Linked DNA regions of Mus musculus: region 1 is linked to region 2. The links are chromatin contacts, called in public HiChIP or PLAC-seq maps. All regions are on one chromosome and are shown on one strand. Each heading gives the region's core, a stretch centred on a gene start, on an enhancer-like site or on the middle of the called end of the contact. The rest is flanking DNA. Distances are from core to core; before and after follow the strand shown. Region 1 has its middle 13 kb from the start of Cxcr5. Region 2 holds the start of Slc37a4 (solute carrier family 37 (glucose-6-phosphate transporter), member 4).

Region 1 (6,278 bases), core at 2,623-5,122, 140 kb after region 2:
TGTCTCAATAATAATAACAGCAACACTAACAATACAGATATGTGTGTACAACCTGTGAGGCTTAGTTTACTAGTTTATAATGTATTTGAGTAATACATCTTAGTATTGTTTGTGTAAAATATCATGTATATGAATCTTTCTTTTTTAAATAGAAATTCTTCCTAGGTATAAATTGCTTTTACATACACATATCTATACACACCACATATACATACTTACACACTCACACACATATACACACACATACAGAGGGAGAAAAAGAGAGAGAAACAGACACAGAGAGAGACTATATGTTAAAAGGGGGGTTGGTCTAGGCATGGTGGCTCACACCTGTAATCCAAGAACTAAAGAGACTGGGGCAGGAGGATCACCATGAATACAATGTCACTCTAGCCCACAGAGTGAGGCTCTTATATGAAAATTTTTTAAAGAAAGAAAAGAAGGTTGGGAATAGCAGGAGGGGTAGGCAGGACTCTGAGGGAAGACCTGCGTGCAGCAGACGGTAGCATACATCTGAGTGAGAGGACAGAGAGCTATAGGCATCAGTTGGAGCAGAGGAAGTGTAAGAAGGGATGGGAGATGAGGAAGGCAGGTCTGAGAGGGCCTGAGGGGACAGCTGGGAACACAGCAGAGACCACACTACAGACCCTCACAGCGATGCTGACATCAAGGCAAGATAACGAATCACCGACTACATACCAGTTTCAACAGACCACTGACAAGGTCTCCAATGAAGACGGGTGGCAGGTCCTTTGATAACAGTGATTTATTCGGTGGGCCTGACCATTCCAGGTACTGACCTATGTGCTGGGGAAGTGATGAGAAACACAGCCACACGAGGCGTAGCCCGTGCAGCACCGTGGAGATGGGCATTAAACATAAACCATGCACTTAGTGCTGACAGAAACTCATAATGTAGTTGTAAAAACCTGCGCGTTCTATGAAGAGAGAAGGCAGCAAGCTAAGAACAGCATTTAATCCTCATGACCTAACAACTGGACCGTGATCCCTGAGACTGATTCATATGGGAGGCCCCTCACATTCATTGCGCCACACGAGTGCATCGTCCCAGCCTATAGAGAAGCCGTTTGGGAGTTCTTAGTGTATTTTGTTTAGGACGAAAGGCAGCCTTGGTAGCCCCAGGTCTATCCAGCCAGCAGGGAGTCTGGGCTAGTTCTGATGTGGGTCATTGTGCTTGGCTGAGCTGGGCAGCTAACCGACTGACTCACTCACAGTTCTTTTAGGCTGTGTACCCAGGCTTTCCTTGATCTCCCGGCTCTTCAGCCTCAGCTTCCTTTTTAGATCGCAAACTTGAGCTGCCGTGCCTGGCTCCCGAAGCTTCTACCATGGATTAGGTCAAGGGCACAAACTCTGGCTCTCCCATTTTCGGTTCTCAGAGCCTTCACAAGCATGAGAGAGGCTGCGGTCAATGACCGGGTGGTTAGAGACTTAGGCCGTGGGTGGCCCAGAGTAGGGCAAGAGGGACAAAGTGACCTGGAAGCAAAGGCAGGAAATGGCTGACAGACGTTTCCTGATGTGGTTGTCCTGCAGTGAAAGTGAGCCAGGCCCCAGGTGGAGGTGATAGGCCAGCGAAACTCCTCACCGCATTCGTTTCGGGAGCTGTGGAGGCGCCCCACCTGCTCTATCTGCACTCTGATCACACCGCATGAGAGAGAGGTTTCCAAATGACTTGGCCCCTCGGCTCCAGGAAGGAAGTGTTCCGGGCTGCAAATGGGGGCCTGTGCGTGTGGGTCAGGCATCTGCAAGTGAGCAACTGATGACACAGCACTGGGGGACAGGGCTGCTGACAGAGTGAGATGGGATCTGGAGAGAGCAGAAATGGAGGGGCCATCTGGCCTTCCCTCACAGAGGGTCACAACAGGAAATCCTGTCAACATCTCTTGACTAACAGTGACAGACGTGGTCAGCTCTGCGGCCTGGCCTATTAGGTCTTCTGTACGTAGTCTAGATTCATCACTTCTGTTTTCCAGGTAATAGGCATGTCTCTCGTGCTTTTCCAAATTTATGCCCTGCCATCCCTTCTAACAACCAGGACTGTAATAGCTTTCCCTCTACCCGTATCTGTAAGCCTTCCCACCTCTGACCTTTGCTTATAGGCTTTCCTTCTGGAATCTCCAGATCTCCATATGTCCAAAGCCTAAACAACCTTAAAGCCACCTCAGTGGGCCTGCCTTCCTCCACAGTCTCTAAAGTCAAGGAGGCGCCTGCCCCACCTTGACCTGGTTCTTTTCCAGCATTTTCTCATGCCCTACCTTATTTTCACGTTATGGAAGAATTACACACTCTTGCTAGGTTGTGAGAGGCTCTAGTGGCAAAGCTGTTTGTGACCCATTCTTCCCCTCTTGTCCCCAAAGTTTTACACACCATAGGTGCTCCAATCATCGTCTTTGATTGACCGAGTGGATGGATGGACTGATGGACAGAAAAGGGGGGGGGGTTCTGGTGTACAGGGCCCCTGCCTGTAAAGCTCATGTTGAGGCTCCCAGCAAGGTTGGGACTTGGAACTGAAGGTTTGTATGGAAGCTTTGCTGGTCAGTAACCCCATGACGCTTGGCAAGTGTCTGTGCCCTTCCTTGTGTGTACACAGTATAACTCCTACCTGGAAAGGAGGCTTGCGAGTGTGCACAGTGTCTAGTGGGTGCTGGGCAGCTGTGCCCATGGGTTTATCCAGGCAGGCCTCCCCCGGTGGGGGAGGGTAGGCACTGACTTTCCTGTGGAGATGGGTATGGAGTTGCCAAATGCTTCCTCCTCTATTGAAAACATTGTTTAGAAGTTTTCCATTCGCTTATTCATGGAGGGGAGAGCGTGAATGCCATGGTGGAGGTGGAGGTGGAGGTGGAGGTGGAGGTGGAGGTGGAGGTGGAGGTGGAGGTGGAGGTGGAGGTGGAGGTGGAGGTGGAGGTCAGAGGGAGCTTTGCAGGAGTCGGTTCTTTCTTTCTCCGGTACGGGTCCTCAGGCCGACAGGCTCCGTGGCGAGTGCCTTCACCCAATGAGCCATCTCCCTGCCTTGCTGCTTAACCACCCTCACAGTGCCAGGTTCATAGGCAGACTCAATATGCAGCAAAGTTTGTTGAAGGATGAACAAAAGCGTGGGAAATAAGCCTTTAACCTTCGATTCCTGCAGCAGTGGTTGTACATCCACAATAGGCTTGAGGCCCTCGGTTCTGTCTCTAACAATCATGGGGGGCTGGTTGTGGGGGGAAGAACACTTGCCTGAAATCCTACATTCCCTTAAGCAAGGGACCTAGGAGACTAACCAAGACAGGCAGAATTCTTCAGGCAGCAATGCAATCCCACAATCCTCCAGGGTCTTCAGCTGCCACAGAGCAGGTACCACTGAGACTAGAGCCAGAGAGGCATGGAAGCTAGCTCCACAGGAGGGCAACTCACAGGGCCTAGTTAGTTCACCATAAAACACTTAATGATTTAGACTTCCCAGACTTGGGATGGGGAAGAGAACAAGACAATGGACCGAACACCATGACCCAGCCCAGTGCCTAGAAAATGAACTTGCTGTCCTGGAGACAGGCTCTGGTCAACTGCAGGGGGGAAACTCAAATAATTGAGTTCTTGTCTGAGGAGGCTGAGTTGGGAAGATATCAAAGAGAAAGCCTCAGAAATGACCCCAGCAGCTAATGAGGGCCCCTCTGATCCATGATTACTGAACTGTGAGTGAGTGGTGGGTACTGTGTATTTGAGAGAAGAGGACACTGGGGGAGCCCAGCCTCACTCCGGGCTTTTCCCCAGTCACACTGGCCCTGGGAGGCAGCTGGAGGTCTCAGATGGCAGCTGCCTACAGCACTGCTGGGCACAGGGCAAAGGGCACAGGTGTTCTTCTTCTTACCAATTTACTCTCAGAACTGGCAAAGGGCACTGGAATGTGTCACTTTAGTCATAGCTTCTGAGGGCAGGGTACACACCAGGCCTCTCTGTGAGCTACACATTTGTGTTTAAGTAAAAGCAACTAGAACCCAGGGAGGGAAAGAATTTTTTTCAAATGGCTTTTTTTTTTTTTTTTTTTTTTTTTTTTTTTTTTTTGGTCTTTCGAGACAGGGTTTCTCTGTGTATCCCTGGCCGTCCTGGAACTCACTCTGTAGACCAGGCTGATCTGGAACTCAGAAATCCACCTGCCTCTGCCTCCCAAGTGCTGGAATTAAAGGTGTGTGCCACCACTGCCCAGCTCAAATGGCTTCTTTTAATTATTTCTGAAAAATATAATTCTACATCATGAGTACACATGATTTTTCTTTAAAGTTATTGAAATAAAAAATATTTAGATTTATTTTATTACTTTATGTGCATGAGTGTTTGCCTGCATGTGTGTGTGTGTGCACACCACATGTTGTGTAAGTATCCAGACAAGTCAGAAGGGAGCCTTGGATCCCCCAGGACAGGAGTTACATTACAGATGGTTGTGAGTCTCCGGTAGACACTGGGAACCAAATACTAGTTCCTCTGGAAGATCAGCCAGTGCTTTTAACCACTGAGCCAACTCATCACTTCCTAATTTGCTTTTTATGTGTGTGTGCCTGTGTGTCTATTTTTACGTGCATGTCTGTGTACTATATGTGTACAGGAGTCTGTGAAGATTAGAAGAGGGTGTTGGATCCCCTGGTCTGGAGTTACAGGTAGTTGTGAGCCTCGTGTGAGTGCTAGAAATTGAACCTGTGTCTTTAGTAAGAGCAGCCAACTGAGCTGCCTTTCCAGCCTGAGAATACATTGTTTTAAAATTTTATTCATTTATTATTTTAATCTTTAAATTCTGTTTATACTGTATGTATATGGGTTGTTTGCCTATGTCTATGCACACTACCTGCGTGCCTAGTTCTCTAAGAGGTGAGATGTAGGGGTCGGATCCCCTGGGATTGAAGCTTGTGAACTCCATGTAGGTGCTGGGACTTGAACCTGGCTTCTTTGGAAGAGCAACAACTGCCTTAGCAGTAGTTTTTATCTTTTTAATGAATTAATTTAAAAATATTTTGAGCCTGGTGCTGGTGGCACTTGCCTTTAATCCCAGCACTTGGGAGGCAGAGGCAGGCAGATCTCTGAGTTGAGGCTAGCCTGGTCTACAGAGTGAGTTCCCAGACAGCCAGGGCTACACAGAGAAACCCTGTCTCAAAAAACGTAACAAAAAATGTATGTGTAGACCTGTATGTCTGCTGGTGTTATGTGCATGTGAGTGCAGGTACATGGGCAAGAGGCATCGCAGCCTCTGTAGCTGGAGTTACACACGATTATACCATGTGACAAGCAGTACTGGGAGCTGAACTGGACCTCCAGAAGACCAAGCAGCAAGTGCTCTTAGCTGCCGATTCCCATCTCCAGCCCCCCACCTTTTTTCTTCTTTATACTACTTGTAAGTTACTAATCCTAAGTTACATGTAATTTTGGAACACTTTTCACTTAGGATGGTCTCATAAACACTGGAGGTTTTCCCCGTGAAATGCCAGTGCCTAATAGCATCCCCTTCTTCCTCTTGCTATTTCCAAGATGCTAAAGTAATTATTAGAATTAACATGTGCTGGCTATATCTAATCAGTATTGATTATGAAGAGCCTTTTGGTCTCGTTTTCAGGTCTAGGCTCTGAGGAGGAAGCTGTGAGCACGCCTGATCCCTGTCTCCAGAGTCCTGTGAAGTTGGGTTCTGATGGGGAAGGACAGACAGTGAGCAAATGTACTGGGCAGGGTACTGGATTTACTCCTACAATAGAAGGGTATTAGTATCTGTGGAGCAGGTAACACGGGGAGCATACCTTTAATTCCAGTACAGGGAAAGAAGAAGCAGGTTGCTCTCTGTGAGTTGGAGTCCAGCCTGGTCTATGTAGTGAGTTACAGGCTAGGCAGGGCTATACCGTAAGACTTCATCTCAGAAAAAAAGAATAGAAAGAAGTAACACAAGATGAAGTGTGGGAGGGGACAAGCTGGCCGTCAGGAAAGCCCTTGCATTTACAGGGATGCATGATGCTTGCTGTGGTTCAGGGTACTTTATCACAGTAGTAGACATACAACTGTGGTACTTGAGAAGGCAGAGCAGAGAACTTTGGAAGGGTGCAAGAACACTGACCTTGGGTACCTGGGAGGTACCTGGGAGGGTCGGACTGCCCTTGAGTGAGGTAGCGGTGAGATGGGGAGACCTTGGGAAGGGCAGGTTTAAAGAGGAACATGAGTCAGCATTTGTCCTGCGAGGCTCTAGATAGACTGAGTGGAGCAGACTGTCTAGAAGCTGGACGTGGGAACAGAGAGCTCCTTGACCATGA
Region 2 (6,123 bases), core at 1,380-3,879:
GTTAAGGGTGATCTTGAACTTCTCATCCTCCACGGAAACTACAAGTATTTCCTGTAGACTGTCCACCCATCACATACTCCCTCTGTATGTGTCAAGACTCATACGGAACAGTGAGTTCTAGGTTGAGAAGAGGATTTATTTTGCACTTGTCTAGCCTGCCTTTGTCCATCAGTTGAACAAACACACCTGTATCATCATTTTAAAAAAAATTAACATATGCTTTTTCTTTGACAGTGTCTCGCCTGTCAAGATTATCCATTCTCATCTTGAACTGGCTCTGCAGCTCAGGCAGTGAACTCCCTGCCTCATCCTTCTGCGGAGTGGAATCCAGACTGTGGTCTGGGCTACTTGGTCAAAGTCAGCCTTAACTTTTCTGACCTCTCAGAAATCATCTGTGGAGCCCTTAAAGGATCAGAGATTGGTGCTGACAGTGAACAGTTGTGAGACTATGGTGGGTTCAAGTCAGGTTATAAGCGTGTCCTTAACCCTAGGCACTTGGAGGCAGAGGCAGGAGGATCACCCTCCTGGTTCCAAGCTATGTCTCCACAAAGTAGTGGTTCAAGGACTGGAACATGAGGTTGAAGCCAGGCATGGTGGCATGTATCTTTAATCCCAGCACTCAGAGGAGACGAGGCAGAGGCAGTAGAATCTGAGTTCAAGGTCAGCTTGGTCTACAAAGTGAGTACAGGTAAGGCTACACAGAGAAACCCTGTCTCGAAAAAAACAAAAACAAAAACAAAAAACGAGAGGGAGGGGGAGGGGGGGAAAGGGGAGACCGGTCTCAAAGGAAGTAGTATTCCAGGCTGTCCTTTGACTCCACACCTACGGTAACACATACACACCCAACACATACACACCACATGACCATTAAAAAGATTTTTAAAGAACTCGAGGTTTCGTCGGAATTCTGTCTTTTAAATGATGAGACTATATTGTTTTTTCTCTGTTCCGACTAATCTGACCACGAATTAAAACTCCAAATTGTGCTGAATTTATTTTCCAGAGAAAACACCATGCCTCTACAATTCAGGGAGTTTCCTGAATCTGCACCCTAACAGGAGGCACTCTATAGACACTGATCGACGAAACGTAATAGGTCATGTGGTGCTCAGCCTATAAGCGGCACTGTCCTTTCACTGGAAGCTGCTTGACAGGCAGGATGACGTCTCCATCCCAGGGTGGACAGTAGTCCGCCCAACTCTGTGCATGCGCACCAGCCTTACTCGAGTCCCGCCCCATCCCACTAGGGGTTACCGCCTCCGTCCAGGTAGGGGTGGCATGCGAAGGAGGGGCGTCAGTGAGGGCGGGACTAGAGGGCAAGTCTGGGACCTTGGGGCTCCCCTGACTTCCGACTACGCCGGAGGCTGTCCGGGTGACTGCCCTTCCGGGATGGCGACAGTTCCACGGCCCAGGGACAGCGCTCTTGCAGATGCGGTGCCCTCGTGGCTGCAGCGCACAGTCTCCGCAGCTCTCTTGCTCCTGTCCCCAGGACCCGCAGTTCCCAGCCAGGAGTCGGGTGTCCCGGGTGGCTTGAGGACACGGGGTGCTCGGCAGGTGGCAAGCGGCGCCGCCTGCCCATCCTGACTGGCAGAGCCTAGGCTGCCAGAGCGAGGGGCCTCCCGAGGCTACGTGCGGCTTCTCTCGCCTACGCCTTGTGCTCCAGCGGCTGTGCAGCGGAGCAGAAAGCTGCGGTGGCGTGCTTCGGGGACCCACAGCCCCGCAGTACGGACCCCCTACTGATGTCGCAGGGTAATAGGGATCCAGAGGCAGTTCCAAGGGGGTCTCATCCAGACCTAAGCCCTAGGCGCGCCTTCTGCGTGTCATTGCAGGGTGAACTGAGGGGCTTGTCCCCCCGTTTAATTTTGCAACTACTGCAGTTATCTCGCTCCTTACCTACTGTTGTTCCTTGCACATTTCAGTGACAGAGGCCAGCCTTAGTGGAAAAAGGAGAATGGGAAATTCCAGAAATAAACGATAGGCTTTAAGAAACTTTTACTATGGTGCCTCATTGTGTTTTACTATTTACTTACTAGGTCTAATTTATGTATCTACCTTTTATCACTGTGTGTATAAGGAAAGTGTATGCGCTGTTCCCTACCACCATGAGGAGTTCAAGAAATATATCCCCCAATGAAGGGGATACCTATTAGGAAACTGTACTCCATTGTGTGCTAAGCATTTGGTGAAGGCTCAGCAGTGGGTGTGGGGTTGTTTTTAAGGTATGTGGTTGATTGAATGAACCTGGGGGGTAGGAACCGATCTAGTGCCTTTCACAATGTCCGGCAGCCTGGCACCGCAAAGGAACCTGAGAGAATGAGAAAGTTCATTGACCAAGGGAGTAGGGCTATACTGAGAGCTTGCTCTGCTCATCCTACCCGAGCCTCCCCTGGGCTTGTGCAGACAAAAGTAATTAGGCTGAGCCTTTAATCACAGCTGGCTTCACAGGCAAGAAGACTTGGGAAAGGAGGGAAGGGCAAGCAGTCCTGGGGACCCTCTCCTCCCCCGGTTTGGCTCTCAGTAACCTGTTTTCTTGTCTCTCTCAGGACACTGGGTTCCCTGGTTGCTGCCCCAGGCTTAATGATTGTCCAGAAGGCGGCTATAAAGAGCCTGGGTGGAGGAGAGAGAAAGCGCACAGAAAAACACAGCTCAGCAGATCCAGGCACTAAAGAGAGCTAGCTGCAAGCAGGAGCAGTCAAGAATCTGTGGTCAGAAGTACTGGAGTGGGCCAGCAGGGCCAGCTTTTTCTACCATGGCAGCCCAAGGCTACGGCTACTATCGCACTGTCATATTTGCGGCCATGTTTGGAGGCTACAGCCTGTACTATTTCAACCGCAAAACCTTCTCCTTTGTCATGCCCTCCTTGGTGGATGAGATCGCTCTGGACAAGGACGATTTGGGTAAGCCATGGAAGGGCAGGGTGGTGGGCTGTGGGATACACCATTTGGAGTATGGTTTGTCCAAGCATGGGGGGTTTCAAGCTTGTATCAGGTGGAGAGGCTGAGCTCCATGTGCCTGGGTGTGGGTGTACATGTGAAACCAGTGCTTAGCCGGTGTATATGCCTGGCACCCACACGTGCCCAGGAGGTGCTACTGGGAGCGGGTAGCAAGGTTTTCACACCTGTTCGTGCATGCTGCACCTGCAGGTCACGGTGAACACTGGGAGAGTAGCACCATGATTTGATGTGTCCTGCGTGCTACCTGCCAGGGGGAATAAGATCTTTGACTCTAGAGTCCTTCGCATTCAGACGTGTTTGGGCTTTTGGCGAGCATTCAGAGTGAGGTGGGAACTGCATATTCCAGGGGTAAAGAAAGAAAGAAATCCAAGAGGCTGAGAAGGTCCAAGTCAGCCTGGGCCTGTGATGCACGGCTCAGCAGGCAGGAGAGTGTCAAATCCGGGAAGGAACCTGTCTCACCCTGCCAGGCACCTGTACACACCTGACCCCTTACCTTCCTCCGCCCCTCCTGTGCCTCTGCCCTGTCCCTAACCCCTCAGGTGTCCTGCTCCCTGCTCCCCTTCGCTGCAGGGCTCATCACAAGCAGCCAGTCGGCAGCCTACGCCATCAGCAAGTTTGTGAGCGGGGTTCTGTCAGATCAGATGAGCGCCCGCTGGCTCTTCTCCTCTGGGCTGCTCCTGGTTGGTCTGGTCAACGTAGTCTTCTCATGGAGCTCCACAGTGTCAGCCTTTGCTGCTCTTTGGTTTCTTAATGGTCTGGCACAGGGGCTGGGCTGGCCCCCCTGTGGGAAGATCCTGAGGAAGGTGAGTGCATCTGATGAGCCTGAGGGGGAGGGCACCCAGTGGGCACTTGGGAGCACCTCTTCTTACACAACCCTTCCACCCCTAACCCATAGCAGGTTCCTTAGGAGTTCCCTGCCAGCTCCTGCTGCTGTTGGGATATTTTAGGAGCCTGAGGGTGGTGGGATCGGGTGGCAGACGAGGGACTGGGCTCCGCCAAGTAGAAGCACTCTTCCCTCATCCCTGTAATGTGAGTGTCTAGGTCTGCCACACTCGAGCTGCTCCTTCTGTGTGGCCTCTAAGCCAGGCACCTATTCTGTTCCCCTCTGCCTCACAGTGGTTTGAGCCATCCCAGTTTGGCACTTGGTGGGCTGTGTTGTCAACCAGCATGAACCTGGCTGGAAGTTTGGGACCTATCTTGGCAACGATCCTCGCCCAGAGCTACAGCTGGCGCAGCACACTGGCCCTGTCTGGGGCACTGTGTGTGGTTGTCTCCTTCTTCTGTCTGCTGCTTATCCACAATGAACCTGCTGATGTTGGACTCCGAAATCTGGACCCTGCCCCCTCCAAGGGCAAAAAGGGTAAGCCTCTATCAAGCTGACTCCTAGAGCACCTTCCTTTGCCCCTGGCTCCGCACGATTTTGTTAGGACTAGCCTTTGCCTTGCCCTGTGCTTGCCACTGGATGTAGGCGAAGGAATGGTAATGGAGATTGGGTGGGAGAAGTAAAGATTCTATCCTGAAATCAGCCAGCGCATCCTGAGCCTTCTCTGACAGCACAGATCTCTCCATTCTGGGTAACCCCCTAAGTTTAAGCAGTTTGGGTGCCTTCTTCCACCTGCACCGTCCTCATTTCCTTTCATTTGCATCGAGGTAGGGGAGAGGGAAGCAGGGCTTTGAGGGGGTGCCCCACATCAATCCTGGTGGTGCTCACAGCCTGTTCTGGCAGCTGGCTAATGAACGGTGGTGGTGCAGTGGGGGCAGGCCAGCAGGAGCAGAGCCCAAGTCCTAGCTGGCCTCTCCCCACCTTCAGGCTCATCAAAGGAGGAGAGCACCCTACAGGATCTGCTGCTGTCCCCCTATCTCTGGGTGCTGTCCACTGGCTACCTCGTGGTCTTCGGAGTAAAGACTTGCTGTACAGACTGGGGCCAGTTCTTCCTTATCCAGGAGCGAGGGCAGTCCGCCCTTGTGGGTAAGATGAGTGTTTAGACAGAGAAGGGTGTACAAACCAGGGGCCAATGCAGGAGATGGGATCTCCACCCTCTCTCCCTTTCTCTACTTCCCCCTTAAGGCTGGGCATCCTTGGAGGTAGGTCTGTACCTTGGGATAACCTCAATGGGAAATCCCTGTTCACTCTTTTCCCTTCCTCCTCCCCACAACTCCCCATGCAGGTAGCTCCTACATCAGTGCCCTCGAGGTCGGAGGCCTTGTAGGAAGCATTGCAGCTGGTTACCTGTCAGACAGGGCCATGGCGAAGGTGAGTGGGCAGGAGGAACTGCGAAGAGAGGCCCTTTGAGGCTTCCTCGCATGGCTGGGCCAGCCAGTGGAGATGGGAGTCCTGGCAAATGAGCTGGTTAGCAGAGGGTAGACGTTGGGTGAGATGGGAGTGTTTCCAGGTTTCTCTTGACCTGCCTTGGTGAGCTTCTCTTTCCCACTGAAGGAGACCCAGAATCTCTCTCCCTAGTTAGTAGGCTTCTCTGCCTCAAGAAAACTAGGGGTGGCAGTGGACTAGGTACAGCTCCCTAGCACGTGTCCCATGCCTGCCCCAAGGTGGAGGAAGGGATGTTGTGGAATTTGGCCTCAGAACACGGAGCAGCTCCCAGGGCCTCCCAGAGCTGTCTGGGTCCAAGAACTGTGACAGATTGCCAAAGACCTGTCAGCAATAGCCCTGCTGTGTCAGAGTCCAGGGGTGGGAGTGTTTTGCCCTGCTTGGAGGGCCTGATATGGCTGTTATTGTATCCATAGGCAGGGCTGTCTCTGTATGGGAACCCTCGTCACGGCCTATTGCTACTCATGATGGCTGGGATGGCAGCATCCATGTTCCTCTTCCGAGTAACGGTGACCAGTGACTCACCCAAGGTAAATAGAGAGCCTGGCTGGCTGAAAGGTACAAGGAGAGGAAGTAAGACATCCTCCTCTGGGCCCGCTCCTTCTCCCTTTGCTTCTGTTTATACCTTATTCTCCCTCTTTGGTACTTTGTGTCTCGCCTCCACTCTGGGCCTGGTTTTCTTCTCTTTCCTCTGCTCTCTAGGATGCTTTCTGGACTCCTGCTCTCCATCCTCTGGCTGAGCTCACAGGCTTTACGGAGCATGAGGTGCCTTAAAGATATCTCTGGTTTTCCTCCTGGTCTGTCGTACTTTTGTTTCACCCTTATCTTGCCCTTAATTAGCCC

The links. HiChIP or PLAC-seq counts read pairs in DNA pulled down with a chosen protein or histone mark.
Region 1: a contact with region 2 is called in an H3K4me3 HiChIP or PLAC-seq map of bone marrow-derived macrophages, with 2.0 times the contacts expected there. The contact joins the enhancer-like site here to the promoter of Slc37a4 in region 2. A contact is called at or near these places in 3 of 115 datasets of contacts at active chromatin or transcription factors (bone marrow-derived macrophages, effector CD8 T cells and embryonic stem cells) and 2 of 9 other capture datasets (adipose tissue and liver).

Annotation. Positions count from the first base shown.
Region 1 is chr9:44,536,374-44,542,651 of GRCm38.p6, forward strand. No RefSeq gene overlaps it. Among named protein-coding and RNA genes, the nearest start is that of Cxcr5, 13 kb to the left of the region's middle. Within about 2 kb of position 3,873, at least 17 of the 459 cell types and tissues checked have an H3K27ac peak or open chromatin away from gene starts, as enhancers often do. A contact at or near this core is called in bone marrow-derived macrophages and liver, where this site is marked.
Region 2 is chr9:44,395,725-44,401,847 of GRCm38.p6, forward strand. It overlaps Slc37a4 (solute carrier family 37 (glucose-6-phosphate transporter), member 4), which reads left to right and starts at 2,630. Exons shown (of 8, transcript NM_008063.3): 1 at 2,630-2,897; 2 at 3,525-3,757; 3 at 4,071-4,314; 4 at 4,765-4,923; 5 at 5,123-5,208; 6 at 5,697-5,810. The coding sequence starts at 2,750. It overlaps Gm26306 (a small nucleolar RNA gene), which reads right to left and starts at 191; the gene lies at 73-191. It overlaps Mir7085 (microRNA 7085), which reads left to right and starts at 4,699; the gene lies at 4,699-4,764.